4 separate regions of the Mus musculus genome follow, and regions 2, 3 and 4 are each linked to region 1. Evidence: chromatin contacts called from public Hi-C data. All regions are on one chromosome and are shown on one strand. The core of a region is the stretch at or near the end of the contact, and the rest is flanking DNA. Distances in the headings are between cores, read along the strand shown. Region 1 holds the start of Ptprg (protein tyrosine phosphatase, receptor type, G). Region 2 has its middle 200 kb from the start of Mir5124b. Region 3 overlaps Ptprg (protein tyrosine phosphatase, receptor type, G). Region 4 overlaps Ptprg (protein tyrosine phosphatase, receptor type, G).

Region 1 (2,771 bases), core at 132-2,631:
AACTTTTCAGAGGTTTTTCCTTTGGAATTGTGGGTGCGAGACTGCTTTCCTAAACAATGCCACAGACTCTCAGAGCATCTGTATAGTATTTGAAAACCGAAAGAACATCCGGTTGAGATGTTTGGGTGGGTGTGGGACAGTGCCGCGTTGCGATGAAACGGCAAGGGGACACTTTAAAAATATGTCCATATCCTTTTCATAGAGTGGCAGAACAACTATGAAAAAAATACAAATGGCTAATTACGTTGGCTCAATTACAAATTTGATGGAAAAAAAAAACCCAAACCAAAACCTGCCTCCCCTCTTTTAGCACCAACGTAGGAGGAAAAAATAGGTTGCTGAAAAGCCCAAGCGATAAAGATCTCTGTGAGAGCCAAGGGACAAAACTCATTACAGATAAACCTAGCCCTTGCATTTCCCCCGGATGCCTCTCCCTGTAGTTTACTTAAGCCGTGTCTCCTAGGACGGCTGCGGGAAACCAGTCCTGCCCCGGGGTGCTGCTTTCCCCTGCCCCGGGTGAGAGGCGCACTTCATTTGCCCTCTGCCTAACCAGGCCAAGTTGCAGCCACCTTCTTCCCGAATCCGGGGGTTGGGAAAACTCCGCGACAGACCTTCGTAGTTTGGGGAAAAGTCCACGACAGACCTTCGTGGTTTGGGAAAAGCCGATGTGGGCCTGGAGCTGGATTTTGCTAGCCTGGGATGGACTCCCGTCCCTTTCCCTATCTCCCAGAGGTAGATTCGAACAATGGAAGCTCGGAAAGGGGGAAGGGGAAACAACAACAACAAAAAAACCTCAATGAAACCTGAGTGCAAAGGCCGCTGGGCTTTGTCTCTTAGCCCGGGAACGCAGCAGGAGAGGGACGCTGGAGGTGCACCCCGTCAAGACACCGTCCAGGTGGTGAGGCCTTACGGAAGTCCCCTCTCCATGAAAATGTAGCTGCTGGTCCTTTCCTCTCCCCCAGATTCCAACCAGACCACCCTTTCCCCCTCCCCCAAGTTCCGGATCCATGAACGAGGTCAGGGATCTCTCCGAATCCGTACTTCGTCTTTAAGAACTCGAAAATGGAGCAAAGCCATGCCGACCCTGGATGGCAGCTGGTCTCTTCCCTGTCTTCAGGGTTACCAGCTCCCCTAAACGCACACCCATAGCCCTAGGCACGCCTGGAGAGGAGAGTAGTGCAAGTCCTTGGAAGCCGGAGCCCAGCACGGCCGCTTTAAGAGACGCGCGCCCCCGCCGGCGGCAGCTCGGGGATGCGCGTCACCGCGCGCCCGTGCTTGCGCGCCCCCGCCGCCGCGCGCCCCCAGCTCGCTCGCTCGCCCGCTCGCCGGCTTTAAAGTCTCTGCCAGGATCCATGCTCACATGTTACTTCCTGTATGGAGGCATGGCCAGTTTCCAGCCCCGCGCTCTCGGTTCCTCCCCAGCCTGCGCCGGAGCCACAACTTTCAGGAGCATGGACTGAAGGCGCCCTCGCCCCGGCGCCCCTCTGAGATCCTTTGTGTTTCCCTGCGCTCCACTGGCCGTTTGTGTTTTGGGGGGCTCTGCGCTCCGCCCCGCCGCTTCCCTCCCTTTCCAGGCTCGCAGACATGCCTCCTTCCTTGCCGGGGCCCTGGAAGGAGCTGCCCGCCTGAAGCCCGGAGCCGCCGCGCCGCGCACAGCCCCGCCGTCGCCCGCTGGTTCTCGGGCTGCGCTGCGCTGCCGACTCAACTTGGGGCTCTTCCGCTGCTAGCCACCGCCACCCGCGGTCCCTGCCTGCTCCGGGCCCCGGGCTCTGCCGCCGTGCGTCTTCTCCTCGCCCTGCCTGTCGGCTGGATCGTGTCTGAGCGGAAAGCAGCCCTTCTCCTCCGAGAGGATCGTCCCTAGCTTGGCTTTGCATTCCCGGTCACTTTTTGAGGTTTTCTCGGGAGCGCTTGGCAGCTTCCCGGATTCCAGCGGGACCGGTGGCCGAGTGTGGGGGGCCCCGTGTGGCGGGCGAGCCGTGAAAGCCTCCAGGCTTAGCGGAGCCTCGCTCGGAAGCAAGAACTTATTCAACAAGTTTACCCCCCCTGCCTTTCTCTTTTCGATGTGCGTTTTCGGACATGCGGAGGTTACTGGAACCGTGTTGGTGGATTTTGTTCCTGAAAATCACCAGTTCTGTGCTTCATTATGTGGTGTGCTTCCCGGGTGAGTGAGGGCCGCCGATGGGACGCGTCTCTGGCCGGCGCGCGGGGTATGCGGAGTTGTCGCCGGGGCGCGGAGCTTGGGCGCCAGTCTAGGGACCGCGGAGAGGGTGAAGGGGGGCCGGGCTACCGAGGAGGAAAGAGAGCTCTGCTTCATTGGCTCCGGCAGTGTTCTAGGAGGCTGATGGTCAGAGAGGGCAGAAGCAGTGGCGGGCTGGAAGGGAGGGTTGGGGACTCAGAGATGTGCTCTGACTGTGGCTTGGGAAGCTTGAAGCATCTGGAGTATGGGAGGGCGGGGGAAGGCGACTTGCTTTGCTGATCCGGAGCTGATCCGGAGGGCTATAGTTGCACGATAGGATGTCTGGGGAGATTGGCTGTGGGAAGGATGCTCTGTTGGTTTGAGTAATATGGGGTGCTCCCGTTGCTTCTGCGGGGATAGAAGGAGCTCATAATCGTGGCTCACTTTGCATCCCTCCGACCCTTTGTAGGGGGGAGGGCGGCGTTTGGGGATGGAAGGCGGAGGCTGGCTGCAGAGAAGTCAGGATGTGGGGAGCAGCCCGCGTTGTAGTCGCCGGGCCGCCTCCTTTCAGCCTTGCTCCCGGCTGAGGTGCGGG
Region 2 (2,771 bases), core at 202-2,701, 470 kb before region 1:
CTCATCATGCCTAGATTACACATAAAACATGTGTGTGTGTGTGTGTGTGTGTGTGTGTGTGTGTGTGTCTATGGCACAAAAGTAGAAGCAAAATTGCCTAGAATAACCAATGAGACTCCCTGAAAGAGAAGGGTAAGAGAGCAGGTATAAAGGAGGCAGAGGAAAGGGTACTCTCAAGGCACATTAGATTTGTATGGTAAAGGAGTTGAGTCTGAGCGGAGCTGGAAACCAGTTACATTGGAGCTGCATGTTGAAGGGCAGTAGGCATATCTAAAGGAATGACAAGAAGTCTGTTTTATTTTATAAAGTCAGATGACATCACTCTGGAAAATAGACTAGAAATACAGAAGTCTTGGGGTGACCAGTTAGTCAGCCATTCCAATGCCCAGTGGGACAGACAGTGCAGTCCCTGCCATTGGTGACAACAGCTGGCCTAGTGAGAAGCAGAATGTGAGCAATAATGTCACCTAAAATCTACCATGCTATGAACTTATCAACAACTGTCTAATGTTAACATGTCCAAGCATACACGGAAACCCTAGGCAAGCACGTGAGCAGTAAGCGATTATGTGAGAAGCTGTAAAATACAGATAATATATGCTTTTTACAATAAGAAAAATACAATTTTGTGAAGTAGAAAATAATACATTTAAATTAATGAGATCACTGAAAGGGAACATTTGATTTGAGAAAGGTTGTAATTATGGGTTTCTGTGTCTCCAAACTTCTAAACAGCTAATCATTTGGGTAATATTTCCTTTTTGACTTTGATGGATCTAATGGGTGATTTTTTATGTAGATATATAATCTTAGATATAGATATATAAATAAAATTTAAAGTATCTCCTCAGGAAAAGCTATATTAAATAGGAAATTCTAAAATTCTAATATCAGAGCCTCAACTAGCAAGTTGAAGTTATTTCTAGAAAACAATGTTTGTAGCACTCTGTAAGGCCAGCATTGGTGTTGCTATGAAGATGATGATTGCAAGGGCTGGGAGATGTCTCAGTGGGTAAAGTTCTTGCTATGCAATCCTGGAGAGCTGAGGTCAGGTCCCCAGCACCCAAAACATGGGCATGTCTACCCAGGTTGGCTGCAGCAGCTATCTCTAGATTCAGTGAGACCCTGCCTACCTCAAAAAACTAAGGTGTCCGGCAGCAGCAGAGAATACTTGACATCATCAACTGCTGGCCTCCATACACACACACACACACACACACACACACACGCACGCATATATATATATATATATATGTATGTGTGTGTGTGTGTGTGTGCGTGTGTGTGTGTGTGTGTGTGTGTGTGTGTGTGTGTGTGTGTGTGTGTGTATACACACACAAAAGTATTTTTTGAGATGCAGGGGCATGTTGTTATTCGGCTCACCCTGCCTACAGCAGCCTGTCACCACCAGTCCTGCAATGCACTCACTTCCCCACACTATTCTCCACACTAACAAGATCAGAGGAAATGATTTATTCCACCCCCTTGCCTGCTACTTCTGAAAGGCAGCGGGTGTCCTTGGGGATACGGGATTTCTGAATTGCTTGCGGCCATCTGATATTGCAGCTTTGCAGCCTTCTCTCGAATGAGCCAGAAAAAAAATCAAAATAATTACATTAATGCTGAGAATCAAAGTTTATTGACTCTCCCTAGAGGTGAAAACCAAAAAAGCTGGTTACAAAAGTTGCCAGCTTATTTAATGATACCACTGCCTCCTCCCCATTCTTGTCAAAACAGCTTTTGAAAGCATTTTCAAATAAAGCCAACTTCAAGCTCCAATTCAGTGGTTCATCTATTCCCTTTTAAATAAAAGCCCATTGCCCAGCCTTCCACATGCAGATCTCCTCAAAGGGAGGACCCAATAGGCCTTCTTCTCCTGCCAGGTCACTGCCAAAGGCAATCCTCCCAGGCACTGTCCCTGTCATCATTTCCGCTCTCTCCAGGAAGCTCTGCCTCATTGAATATTCTTCTAAGCCAATGAGGCAATCACGTGCCTCCCTGTGATGGCAGACTGCACTTATTGCAGCATTCATGGCCGCTGAAAAAAGCACCAGCTGGTTCCTTTCATTTCCTAGCAAATCTTTTCAACATCCAAGTGAGGAGACACTTAGGAGACCAACAGCCATTTCATGGGTGATCCTGCCCAGAGGTCTACCCACCTATCCCAGAACTTTCAGCAATGTTCCAAAGTACCACACCCCGCTGTCTCTGTTTGATAAAAGATCTCTCACAAAGACTGAAAGTCGTGGGCCTCCACTGTCCAGACCCTCAAGTCTAACAACAAACAAGGTCCTCCCACATTCATGTCACTCAATTAGCTCCTGTTTTTCTCTGTTGAAGTGTTTGAAAGCAAGGCTGCTTCATCAGCCCATGTGCCCTGGAGAAGATAACACAGCATCCTCAGCTTGCCGTCTTTAGCAAGCCTGCTTGTGACTTGGGGCTAGCATCTGAGACCCCTGAATTATAGAAGGGCTCCAGTCATTCCTACAACTATTAAGGGTGGCTCTGTGCCTAATCTAATTGTTCAGATAGCAGAGTTCATGCTAAGAGGTTGTGTTCTGGCTGTGACCCTACATTTGTGATCATATTAGGCATAGGATAGCTTTGTGGCCAGCCTACTACAAAAACCTCTGTGCGGAGCCTCTAATGAGCTTCCCTGTCAGCACTCAAGGAGTTAGGTGCATCCTCCTAGGTCCACTGGGAGACGACTCTTGTAACCTTGCACCTGGCATCCTCTGAGCTTTACCACATACAACTTTCCCACTGCTGAT
Region 3 (2,771 bases), core at 185-2,684, 470 kb after region 1:
GGCAACTCTAAGACCACCCAGTCCACATTGTACCCCTGAGTGTATCTTGCTAGGCCAGTCCTTAGGTAGCTTTCAGAGTTTACATCTGGGTACAAACTCGGTACCTTTCTTTGCCGATTACCTTTCTTTTAGCATGCATAGGCCCTCCTGACTATCAAGGCTAGCATGAAATAAAGGGTCCAGATCAGTGCCAGCTCAATTCTCTTCATGTCCTGTTACTTAAGAATGAGTACGCTGACTCAAACACCCATCCAGTCCAGTAGGGTAACCAGAGCACAGGCCATTGGCTGTATTGTTTTGGGGGTCTCCATGACCTTCTGCCTAACAGCTGGAAAGAAAGTAACCCATACTTGGCACTGAGCATTTTATTTGATAGACTCTAGCGTCAGAGAGCAGCATACTCCCTGTATATGGTACCTTCATTTAAACTCTTTTTATGTGTACGTACATGCCAGGAAGCTTCTAGAATGGTACATTTCTATACATGTTTCAGTGCACTTAGGTGTTAGGTCCCCCTCCCCCAACACTGCCTTCCCCACCTTCCACCCTGTTTCATCCCTCTATTCCTTTATGCTACTTTCCCATTCATACCTCTTTTGTTCTACTTTCTCCCCTGATCCCAGTCTGAATGGCTAAGGCCGAGAAAACAAATGGCAAACTTTGGCATGAATCTAGGGAAAGGGGAACAATTATTTGCTGCTGGTGGAAGTACAGGCTGGTGTAGCCACTGTAGAAATCAGTGCGGATGCCGTGAAGAAAACGACCATGTGGAACATCAGTAGCCATCATAGGCTTATTCCAAAAGACAGTATGTCCTTCCTACTGCAGAGATATGTACTCATCTATGTTCAGTCCTGTTCTGTTGACAGTAGTTAGAAAATGGAAACAGCCTACGTGTCCACCAGCTGATGAATAGAACATACATATGACCCATGATCTCAATAGGATATTATTCAGCTATAAAAATGGAATCATGATATTTGCAGGTAAATGGATGGAGATGAAAATAATTATTTCGAGTTGGATAAGCCAAATTCAGACAAATGCCAAATGTTCTCTCTCATATGTAGATCGTATCTCTGAACCTTTAGAAGTGTGTGTTTAAATTGGTTCATCTGTAGAAGTCAGCAAGCCAGCTGTGTCCTTGAAGTAATTCCTCATCTGTCCAAACCTCCCTTTCTAGTCTTTAAAATGATTGTAAAACAGCCCCTCTTTCAGTGAGTTGTCTGAAGGTCAAATTCTCTGTAAAGTGTTTATACTGCATTTTTAAGAACAGAGGAGTTCACATGTGTCTAGATAACTCCTAGGTGACCGACCATTCACAGTAACCACATGAGCATGCTCTGTGATTCTGGGAGACAGTAAGCCCCTGTGTCTTCCTAGAAATACTGTTTACATGAATGTACTCACTCTGAGACTGCCCCAAGGTTACTCAGAAGCTCTATGGGAACTCTGCACTGGTCTGCAGTTATGTCTGTATCTAGTTCTGTCTGACCGTGCATCCTATGACCGTGTGCGGCTGGGCTCCACTTCATCTCCCTTTGAGGTTGTTGTCTTGTGCTTGTCCATTCAAATATTTATGAAGAGAGGTTTTATTGATGTGGTAAAAAGTACAGAATCTATCTTATGAAAGTCATTTCTTCATTTCAACCCTGTATTTTCAGATCTCAGAAGAAGCAACAGTTAAGTCTCTCATCAGTCATCTCTCTCGCTCTGTATTTCTGTCTTTTCCCCTTTAGTTGAAAAGTATAGATTAGATCATTCTTTTACATTTCTGCTTAATACTCCACAGTACAAATGCCCTTCAATTGATCTAGTCATTCTCTTAGTAATTGGCAGCAAACCTGGCTATAGTCTTTTGTTACTATTGCTGGTCCTTTTTTGAACTCTGTAACATCAGCAAGTACTTCAATCCCAGTGAAGGCAGCCAGTTTTAAACATCTGTCCATTTTAACTCCCCTGTGCACTACAGTGTTGGTCAGGAGGTTTTGCGAGCACAGTTGTCAGTGGTAGCCGATTGCTGAGTTCAGAGATTCTGAACCAGCCTTGCTGTACAGACCTCTGGGAGTTAGGTTCTATATGACTGATCTGAGACAAGCTGAGGACACATGTGTTTGAGCACAATTATCTTTAGCGTCTAGTCTCTCTGGACACTTTATATATCAATCAGCTCTTCAGGATAGATAATGAAAGCAGCAGTTGACAGCGGGACGAATGGCTGTCTGTGTACTGTGCATTCTTGTCTTCATAAAGCAATACTTTGGCACCTTGTTGTTTTTAACAGCCTTAAACTTTATTCCAAATTAGTAGCAACTACCACTGGGATGTTCCCTTTGGAGCAGTGGTTCTCAGCCTTCCTAATGCTGTGACCCTTTAATACAGTTCCTTGTGACCCCCCCCCACCATATAATTATTTCATTGATACTTCACAACTGTAATTTTGTTACTGTTGTGAATTGTGATATAAATATTTGATATGCAGGATATCTGATAAGTGACCCCCAAAGGGGTGGCATCTCACAGGTTGAGAACCACTGCTCCAAGGTCTCACAATGTTCTAGCCAGGACATCTACTAGAACCTGGGGACCCCTGAGTTTGGCAGTGACTGAGCATCAGAGAATGCCAGTGGGGTTCAGCCTTCATTGTCTGACCATATGGTGGATAGTGGGGTAAAGTGTCTGAAGAAAATTCTACTGGAAAGTTGGAGGTAGTATAGAGGTCTTCACAACAGTGCTGTTCCATTTCTGATCCTTGTTTAAAATGTTTCATA
Region 4 (2,771 bases), core at 165-2,664, 280 kb after region 1:
CATGACCTTCGGAAGAGCAGTCAGTGCTCTTAACCGTTGAGCCATATCTCCAGCCCCTTTGTTTGGGTTTTATTGCTCTGAAGAGATACTACGATCAAGGTAACTCTTATAAAAGACAATATTTAATTGGGACTGTTTTACAGTTTCATAAGTTCAATCCATTATTATCATGGTGGGAAGGATGGCTTTCTGTAGATAGATGAGCCAAGAATTCTGCATCTTGATCCCAAGGCAGCCAAGAGGAAACTCTCTTCCAAAGGCCACTAGGAGGAGGGTCTAGACCACACTGGCCCAGGAGTGGTATATGAGGTATATGGGACCTCAAAGCCCACCTTCAGAGTGACAAACTTCCTCTAACAAGGCTACACCTCCTCCAGTACAGCAGTACCTCCTAATAGCACAGCTTCCCATGGACCAGTTCCATTCAGACCACCACACTCCCCACTTAGATGTTGGGCAAAGTTTGAAGATCAACTAGATTGGTAGAATTTGGGTCCTTTAGGGAGCACAATTTATATGTAAGGGACGGTGACAAGAATGCAATATCATCCTCTCTGTGTACAGCACAGGCACCTATTCCTCAATGCAGGGAGCAACCTACTGGATTCTAGCATTCTAAATTCTTTTATGAATTTAGGATTTTTAGTTCAATAAATATTTATGGGGTGGATGCTAGAGCAGCCAAGCCGTTTATGCCCTAAACAGAGAATATTGTGCCCCATTTCTACCACCCACAGCAAGAACAAGCCAAACCCCTTTCTGTGCAGGATCCAGGGCAGTTTGCATCACACACGGATCCTTTTCTCTGCTCAGCTTTGCTATCTCAGACCCAGCTGTAGGCCCCTGATTGACAGAAGGACTTAGTAGTTTTTACCCTAGTATTTTACCTGATATAGTTGGTTTTACTTTAACAATAAGATAAAGAATGATCTGGTCTAATCCAAAGTGTTCATGTGCTGAAGTAAGATGCCTAGTCAAAGGCTAACATTAGAGTAACAGGCTAGAACACCTCACTGAAGTTCTGAGATGAGACTACATCCCATTGGTAGCCTCTCATTGTGGAATATTCTGGGCATCAAACAATTCCTTTTCTGTGGACTTGTACAACAAAGCAGGTTAGGATAGAGTGAAACGAATCGTCAAAGACTTACCTTATAGGGTCCTCCTTCGGTTCAGTAACCAGCTACTTTTAAAAGTGCCTGTTCCCTCCTTCCCCTATCTTCTCCCCGTCTATAATTGTTGGAAAGAGATGCTCCAGAGATAAAGGGCTCAGGAATCTGGAGCTTTGATGTTGCCTTCCCTTTCTGGTGTCTCTTTTCAGTGCGTAGAAATGATGTGTCAATCACAGAGGTGTTAAGACTGAGTGTAGCCACAGCCTGTAGTTTGTGTTCTGGCTCCATAGCCGGCTCTGGAGGAGGGAGAGCCAGTTGAGAACAACCTACTCTTCATCCAGCAGTGTCTGACTGGCTCAGAGGTACCTGCTTCCGCCTGCGAGGGAGAATGCTTTGGAAGAGGAGCTGCTCCACTGGAGGACTGGTGTTTTTGTTTTTGTTTTAGTGTTAAATTAACACTATATGTTATATGTTTCCCTGTTACATTATGTGGGTGACTCTAAGAATCAAGAAAGTCCTTTACCCATGTCTCAGGGAAACTGGGACGTGCTTGCATAGGAAGGCCACCTAGGCTAGGGAGCAGCCTTGCTTGTGTTTGAGACTTGGGCTACCGATTCAGGTGTCTATCAGGTGGAATACTGCCCACTTGGAGGTGAGCTGTAATTGTGCACCTGGTGGGTGTGTGCACACGTGATCATACCATCTGCCTTCTGCCTTTGACAAGCTCTCCCTGTTATTTTAACTGCCTTTTCTTCTCACAAGTTCTAATTAGGAGGCAAAGTCAGTCTCTCTCTCTCTCTCTCTCTCTCTCTCTCTCTCTCTCTCTCTCGCTCGCTCGCTCGCTCGCTCTGTGTGTATGTGTGTCTCCCCTTTCCTTCCTCCTTCCACTTATTCAACCTATAACCTTTATCTAGAAATAAGGCGGGGTATACTCCATCCCATTTACTTTTGTTCTACTTGATGAAAACAGAAGCTTAGGGGCTTAACTGGCAGCAGACCACACCCTAATTGAGTTACATACAGTCCAACCTTGTATTTGCTTTGCTTTTAGACAGTCATTCTCTGTAGCCTGGATCTCAAGATCCTCCAACATCCACCTTGCTGCTCATTGTTCCAAAATTGCAGACCCACGCTGCCACGACTGTCAGCCCTGACTCTGAATAGTTTTCATTATGATTGACTGTGAGTAGGTTTTTGTTGTTAATAAAACAATGCGCAGAATTATAAATAAAGGATTTGATATATGAGTCTTCGATGGGCCTATATTTGTCGATGAGAAGAGTTTAATAAATAAAAACTGCATTAACAAATAAGCAGACTTTACTTCTATAGTATTCTTCAAGAATATGCATAATTTCTGCTTGGGGGGCCTCACCTGTACTCCTCCCTGAGGGTCTATGGCAGTTAATGGTTACTGTGGGAGATAGAAACTGTGATACACCACTGGTAAATTGCCTTATGCTTCTGCACTTCACACTCAACGTAGCCAAGTTGGCAAGATAGTTGCTGCAGAGATGGCTCATTCAATAAAGTGCTTGCCACACAAGGTAAGGGCCCGAGTTTGGATCTCGAGGACACATGTAAAAACCAGGCGCTGTGCTGCACATTTGTAATTTCAAGGCCAGAGGTGCAAACAGAGACAAGTGAATACAGGGGCTC

What was found. Hi-C and Micro-C count contacts between places; a contact is called where the count stands out from the background.
Region 2: a Hi-C map of the N1E-115 cell line shows a contact between it and region 1, with 8 times the contacts expected there. The contact joins the enhancer-like site here to the promoter of Ptprg in region 1. A contact is called at or near these places in 1 of 484 Hi-C or Micro-C datasets (the N1E-115 cell line) and 2 of 115 datasets of contacts at active chromatin or transcription factors (embryonic midbrain and forebrain).
Region 3: a Hi-C map of Sertoli cells shows a contact between it and region 1, with 2.6 times the contacts expected there. The contact joins the enhancer-like site here to the promoter of Ptprg in region 1. A contact is called at or near these places in 3 of 39 promoter capture datasets (hippocampal neurons and liver), 5 of 484 Hi-C or Micro-C datasets (Sertoli cells, cortical neurons, embryonic stem cells and 1 more), 15 of 115 datasets of contacts at active chromatin or transcription factors (astrocytes, craniofacial prominence, embryonic forebrain and 9 more) and 2 of 9 other capture datasets (adipose tissue and embryonic stem cells).
Region 4: a contact with region 1 is called in a Hi-C map of cerebral cortex, with 2.8 times the contacts expected there. The contact joins the enhancer-like site here to the promoter of Ptprg in region 1. A contact is called at or near these places in 4 of 39 promoter capture datasets (embryonic stem cells, frontonasal cranial neural crest, hippocampal neurons and 1 more), 1 of 15 datasets of contacts at CTCF or cohesin (the NIH/3T3 cell line), 11 of 484 Hi-C or Micro-C datasets (MC3T3-E1-derived osteoblasts, cerebellar granule neurons, cerebellum and 6 more), 19 of 115 datasets of contacts at active chromatin or transcription factors (the NIH/3T3 cell line, cardiomyocytes, craniofacial prominence and 12 more) and 2 of 9 other capture datasets (adipose tissue and embryonic stem cells).

Annotation. Positions count from the first base shown.
Region 1 is chr14:11,552,172-11,554,942 of GRCm38.p6, forward strand. It overlaps Ptprg (protein tyrosine phosphatase, receptor type, G), which reads left to right and starts at 1,382. Exons shown (of 30, transcript NM_008981.3): 1 at 1,382-2,161. The coding sequence starts at 2,077.
Region 2 is chr14:11,082,175-11,084,945 of GRCm38.p6, forward strand. It overlaps a transcript of Fhit not described here. Among named protein-coding and RNA genes, the nearest start is that of Mir5124b, 200 kb to the right of the region's middle. Within about 2 kb of position 1,452, at least 9 of the 459 cell types and tissues checked have an H3K27ac peak or open chromatin away from gene starts, as enhancers often do. A contact at or near this core is called in the N1E-115 cell line, where this site is marked.
Region 3 is chr14:12,018,172-12,020,942 of GRCm38.p6, forward strand. All of the region lies in intron 4 of Ptprg (protein tyrosine phosphatase, receptor type, G), which reads left to right. Among named protein-coding and RNA genes, the nearest start is that of 3830406C13Rik, 260 kb to the right of the region's middle. Within about 2 kb of position 1,435, at least 8 of the 459 cell types and tissues checked have an H3K27ac peak or open chromatin away from gene starts, as enhancers often do. A contact at or near this core is called in Sertoli cells, where this site is marked.
Region 4 is chr14:11,834,492-11,837,262 of GRCm38.p6, forward strand. The region is part of intron 2 of Ptprg (protein tyrosine phosphatase, receptor type, G); the gene reads left to right. Among named protein-coding and RNA genes, the nearest start is that of Gm52128, 260 kb to the left of the region's middle. Within about 2 kb of position 1,415, at least 4 of the 459 cell types and tissues checked have an H3K27ac peak or open chromatin away from gene starts, as enhancers often do. A contact at or near this core is called in cerebellum and cerebral cortex, where this site is marked.